Linked DNA regions of Xenopus tropicalis: region 2 is linked to region 1. Evidence: chromatin contacts called from public Hi-C data. All regions are on one chromosome and are shown on one strand. Each heading gives the region's core, a stretch centred on a gene start, on an enhancer-like site or on the middle of the called end of the contact. The rest is flanking DNA. Distances are from core to core; before and after follow the strand shown.

What was found. A called contact is a pair of places that touch in the nucleus more often than the background predicts.
Region 2: a contact with region 1 is called in a Hi-C map of neurula embryo, with 2.1 times the contacts expected there. The contact joins two enhancer-like sites. A contact is called at or near these places in 2 of 5 Hi-C or Micro-C datasets (neurula embryo and tailbud embryo).

The regions. Positions count from the first base shown.
Region 1 is chr6:17,421,613-17,424,706 of UCB_Xtro_10.0, forward strand. No RefSeq gene overlaps it. Among named protein-coding and RNA genes, the nearest start is that of nom1, 19 kb to the left of the region's middle. Within about 2 kb of position 1,674, at least 1 of the 11 cell types and tissues checked has an H3K27ac peak or open chromatin away from gene starts, as enhancers often do. A contact at or near this core is called in neurula embryo, where this site is marked.
Region 2 is chr6:17,620,921-17,624,014 of UCB_Xtro_10.0, forward strand. The region is part of intron 19 of ube3c (ubiquitin protein ligase E3C); the gene reads left to right. Among named protein-coding and RNA genes, the nearest start is that of dnajb6, 54 kb to the right of the region's middle. Within about 2 kb of position 1,546, at least 1 of the 11 cell types and tissues checked has an H3K27ac peak or open chromatin away from gene starts, as enhancers often do. A contact at or near this core is called in neurula embryo, where this site is marked.

The DNA of each region.
Region 1 (3,094 bases), core at 424-2,923:
TAAGCACTTCTCACCCTCCCATCCCAGCCGCAAGAAGGAAATGCATGGTGGGGGGAAGGGTTCGACATCAGGTCAAGCGTCTGGGGTGTGGGGCCCCCAGGCAGTAGCCCTGGTGGGCCCCAGACACCCTAGTCCAACACTGGCAACACCACAGGGCTTTCCTTTTCTCACTAATTCAATTTTATGGCAACTGTGTCGGATTGGCTAAAATTTGCAGGTGGTGGTGTTGTCCAAATTCTTTATATTAGTAGAGTAAAAACTGCTAATATCATGAAACCTAGAAAACAAAACTTTCAGTTTCAAAAGCACTCCTTGAACTTGTTTTGTGGGTTTCCATTAACAGCAACTAGCTGTACCGCAGTCCCTCGTTCCAAATAGTATATCTCTTCAACCGAATTTTAAAGGGCAAGTTAACCTGTGTTTGAAGTTTTAGAATCGTGTAGGAGAAGTGACACCTTTAGTGTGTTTTCCTGGACTTTTTATTCACCTTTTAATACACAGGTCTATGTGTTACATTTCTATTCTAATATATCTAAACATACAGGAACATGGACTGGTTCTTTCATTCAGTGACCTAAGCAGCTCCCTCCTTTCTGGTTGGTTCCTCTCCTCAACATGGTCCTATGAGTATCTGATAATGTCTTCCTTTTGCTGGGTACTAATTCCAAGATCCTCCCTGGTTCTTCTCTCCTCCCACTATTCCCCTGAATGTCCCAGCATTCCCTGGGCTATAGGCTACCCCTTCACAAGTAGGCTTACTCCCCTGTCAGTACCAGTTCCTGATGAATTTAGTGGTAGGAAGAGGGTTCACGGGGGTGTCTGGAGTGCTGGGGAGGCAACTGGGGGGCCATGCAAGGGACAAGGTTGCATTATTGTACCAAGGAAAAGAGTTCTCTCAATGACTTATCTCACAAAAAGGATAAATATTCCGTTTCTTATCTTCCCCCTACCTGCAACTGTTTTCACTCCCCTGTGTGAAAAAAATCACAGCTGTGACTTGCAGTTATGCTGCATTCTAAAAGTATCTACTCACAAGAGCAGGCCACCTGAGAAGATGCTACACAAGATGTCCTCAATGCTCCTATGGCCAGTATGCCGTCCTGCCCCCTGTACACAACCCTGCCGCCATCTTTGGAGGCCATGTACAGCAAAGGCCTTCCCTTGTCGTTTAAAGCTAAAAACTTGGGCAGAATGGTGGTTAAACAGAACCCAAATACTATACAGTATGCGAGTGATGGAAATATTGGCCTCTGGAGCTGTGATCCCAGGATATGACCAACATTGTCCTCTGGGGCAGATGTTCTACCTGTATAGCAGCAGCCATATTTCTGTACTTGTTATCTACATAACTGACCCCCAACCCAACAATGGACCATACGTTAATTCGTTAACCGTTAATCTCTTTGGAGGAAGGAATTCAAGCAATTAGCCCTGATAAAAAAAACATCTTATGGTCCACACGAGGGATGAACAGGGTTTAACACCTTCCCACCTAACATTGAAGGCATCAGTTTAAGGTTCTGTTTGTCATGGAAAGCCAAATAGGACATCTCCAGTTGTGTTTGTAGAACTTCACATAATTGGTTGACCTTCCCACCGACCCCTGGGTGTAAGGTTTCGCCTGAGCGGCTCGGCTGACCTTGCAATACATCAGAAAGGGCCCAGGTGAATGCTTTGCTGGGATTTGGGGCCTATTGACTGTGTGTCTAATGGGACATAAAAGTAGGTTGCTCTTGTGTGTACTTAGACTGATAACAGGTGATAACATCTCAGGGGGCTTTTTGTTCTGACACAGCTGGACAAACAGCAGTTGGCTAAATTACACCACAATCAATAATTGATACTCTTTAATCCCACCCCCCCACTCAAACAATCAGTCTTGCTAATTATGTTCTAGGAGCTTGTTTTACTGCTTGAAGGTCTGCGCGCCACCTGTATGGTCCCCTCAGCAAAAGGGCAACAATATCTGAGCTGCGGGGGGGCTCATTAAGGAACGTCCTGGGCCGGGAATGAGTAGTATGATGAAGGCTGCACTCCAAATAATGCTGGAAATGCATATTGTTAATGACCAGGCATAGTACCACAATCATAAGGGTAAAGGTCCCCATACACGTGCCGATTCTAGCTGCGGATATGGGCCCCTTAGACCGATTCAGCAGCTTATCGGCCCGTGTATGGGCACTACCGACGGGCCTGAAATTGAAAATATTTGCGGCTCTAACCATAAACCTACCGACGGGCCTGCCCAACCGATATCTGGCCTGAAATCGGGCAGATATTGATCGGGCAGGTTAAAAAATCTAGTCGGATCGGGGACCGCATCGGCTCGTTGATGCGGTCCCCAAACCGACTTTGCCTAATCCCGTCTTTAAAATTCGACCGAATTAGCCTGGATTCTCCTGATATCGCCCACCCATAGGTGGGGGATATTGGGAGAAGATCCGCTCGCTTGGCGACATCGCCAAGCGAGCGGATCTGAAGGTGTATGGGCACATTAAGACACTTGTTCTCAGTTCCCAGCATTAGGGAAAATAAATATGAATGAATAGAATCAATGAAAATATTTACACAGTTAAAGCCGTGGTAACTATTAGTATATTGTAGCAACTTTGCAATTGGTGTTCATTTTTTATTTTGTATAGTTTGAAATGATTTGCCTTCCCCTTTTACATCTTTTCAGCGTTCAAATGGGGGTCACTGACCCTGGCAGCCAAAACCTATTGCTCTGTGATCTTACAATTATTATTATTGCTACTTTTTATTACTTATCTTTCTATTCGGTCCCTCTCCTATTTATATTTTAGTCTCTCATTTAAAGCACTGCCAAGTTGCTAAGGTAATCAAGACCCTAGCAACCAGATGAAATTCCAAACTGGAAAGCTGCTGAACAAAAAGCTAAATAACTGAAACACTACAAAAAATAAAAATCAGTTGCAAATTGTCTTACAATATCATTGTCTACAGCATACCCAAAGTTAATTTAAAGGTGAACTACCCCTTTATATAGTAGTTGAAGTTGTTTTTTGGACCTGTTATCCAGAATGCTTAGGGCCTGGAGTTTTCTGGAAAAGGAATCTTTCTAGAATTTAGCATG
Region 2 (3,094 bases), core at 296-2,795, 200 kb after region 1:
ATTCCTATGGGGTATGGCCAAACAGAAGAAGACATTCAGGTACTTCAGTGCTGTTAGAGGGAGGATCAATAGGGAGATCGGTAATGATAATCTGGTACCATCCACACTAGAACTGGAAGAAAACAGAATAGCACAATCATAATAGGGGGGGTGAAAAAAGATTCTCTGCCCAATGATACAAAATATTCACTCTGGCCACAAAAACAGAAATACTGCAAGCTCCATTTAGGCGTACTGGGACCACATCATGAGGTGATGGTGGAGGACGGCAAGTTCATCCATAAACTTTATTTAGTCCATTTAAAAAGCCATTCTCACTGCCCTCCTGCACTTTTTTTTTAAATGGACTAAATAAAGTTTATATGGATTAATTTGTCACCCTCTTCCATCACCCCATGATGTGGTCCCAGTACGTCTAACAAGAAGACGGGATAACATGGTGATCAGGGTTAAGTAGTAATATGAACTTTATCAATTCTTTGTTGAAATGAGCAATGATTCGGAAATGTTGGAGCTGGCCAACTAGAGGGACATGCAGAGGGGGGATTACCCTAAAGCAATTAAAATCTAGGCTAAATGCCTGTTTTTTGTCCTTAGCCAGTTAGGGTGAACTCTTGTTTGTTCTGATTATCCAGCAGTGGTTTGCCCATATCTGTATCCTTATCCTATGTGTAAGCTAAGCTGACCCTTGACCAAAAGTTGGACCTCCAAGGGAGGCTTTAACTGAAAAAGTCTCACAACCTCTGTTCTAGAGGGAAGGCAACACAAGCCCTTCAAGAAGTAAAGGCAGCCAATCACAACCAGCCTGCCCATAGTTATGCCATAGAGGACTTCTGCAAACCATAACTACAGAATTTGATATGGTTATTTGAGAATAACAAGATGGTCTTCCAAAAACTTTCCTAATATCTGATCACAGGTTATTTTCTCTTTGGTTGATGTTCTCTCTGCTCTCTTACCCTATTAAGTTAATGGTGGCCACACCAGTCAGCCAGATGCTAATGTATTGTGGCCCAGTTGTACTAGTATAGAGTTGACTTGACTGAGGCTCTTGGAATGTGAGTCCATGAAAGTCATCTGACTCCCTGGTTTATGTTCTCGATGATCAACTTTATTGCAATGGCACCATATATTGGCCAAACTAATCATTGTAAGGGGCGAGACACACACAGATTATATGGTTTGGGAATCAGTGCTGTGTGTGTGGCCACTTTAATTTGTCCCTCAATAATGAGATCACTTTGGAACAGGCCAATGTGTTGCCACCTTTAGAGACAATCTGGATTGTGACAGGTGTGAAACACAAACAGTGAAATAGTGAATTACCTGGTCGTTTCATGTGATAAGCAGTTGTTGTTCCAGAAAGAATAATGCTTGGAAAGGTGCGCAGAATATACAGGCAGTCAGTGGGCCTTGTATGGTCATTATTTACCCACTATTTAGCTTTACAGCCCTCGGCCTCCATTGGTTTAAGACTTCCTAACAGGTGTTTGGCTTTATTAACTTACGGTTTTCTATGGGAAGCTTCCAGTGTGCAAACACAGCAGGGTCATTGGGAGTTTGGAGACCTTGGTCTTTGAATGGGGCTCAAATTGCAGCATTGCTGTTAAGTAGAGTCATTAAAGTCTTCAAATTGCTTTCCTCCGAGATCCTTCACGAGCCCACCTTGGATTGAATGTGTAAAGTAAACCACAATGGAGAAGCGTGAAAGCACTTTATCTGTCACTAACAAGATAATCTGATCAGATAGAGCTTGTCCACAAACAAGGGCCTACATGGGCTTCATTACTTGGCTGCTGCCTGCCGCCCTATACAATGCCCGGATAAGCTTGGCTTATAAGGCTTGTGTTCTTGGGGCTTAGAGGCTTATTATATTTACTAGCATTGACTGGTATAAGCTTTTCTATCCCACCATAGGGACCAGCTATTATCTTTTATCTGCAGTAGAACCAGGAATATTGAACCCATAGGGACCAGGCACTGGTTTGAATGAGAGACTGATATAGTAACATAGTAAGTTAGGTTGAAAAAAGACGTACGTCCATCACGTTCAACCATAATGCCTATATATAACCTGCCTAACTGCTAGTTGATCCAGAGGAAGGCAAAAAAAAACCCCATCTGAAGCCTCTAATTTGCCGCAGAGGGAAAAAAAATTCCTTCCTGACTCCAAGATGGCAATCGGACCAGTCCCTGGATCAACTTGTACTAAGAGCTATCTCCCATAACCCTGTATTCCCTCACTTGTACTGAGAGCTATCTCCCATAACCCTGTATTCCCTCACTTGTACTGAGAGCTATCTCCCATAACCCTGTATTCCCTCACTTGTACTGAGAGCTATCTCCCCTACCCCTGTATTCCCTCACTTGTACTGAGAGCTATCCCCCATACCCCTGTATTCCCTCACTTGTACTGAGAGCTATCTCCCCTACCCCAGTATTCCCTCACTTGTACTGAGAGCTATCTCCCCTACCCCAGTATTCCCTCACTTGTACTGAGAGCTATCTCCCCTACCCCTGTATTCCCTCACTTGTACTGAGAGCTATCTCCCCTACCCCTGTATTCCCTCACTTGTACTGAGAGCTATCTCCCATACCCCTGTATTCCCTCACTTGTACTGAGAGCTATCTCCCATACCCCTGTATTCCCTCACTTGTACCGAGAGCTATCTCCCCTACCCCTGTATTCCCTCACTTGTACTGAGAGCTATCTCCCCTACCCCTGTATTCCCTCACTTGTACTGAGAGCTATCTCCCCTACCCCTGTATTCCCTCACTTGTACCGAGAGCTATCTCCCCTACCCCTGTATTCCCTCACTTGTACTGAGAGCTATCCCCCCTACCCCTGTATTACCTCACTTGTACTGAGAGCTATCTCCCATACCCCTGTATTCCCTCACTTGTACTGAGAGCTATCTCCCATACCCCTGTATTCCCTCACTTGTACTGAGAGCTATCTCCCATACCCCTGTATTCCCTCACTTGTACTGAGAGCTATCTCCCATACCCCTGTATTCCCTCACTTGTACTGAGAGCTATCCCCCCTACCCCTGTATTCCCTCACTTGTACTGAGAGCTATCCCCCTACCCCTGT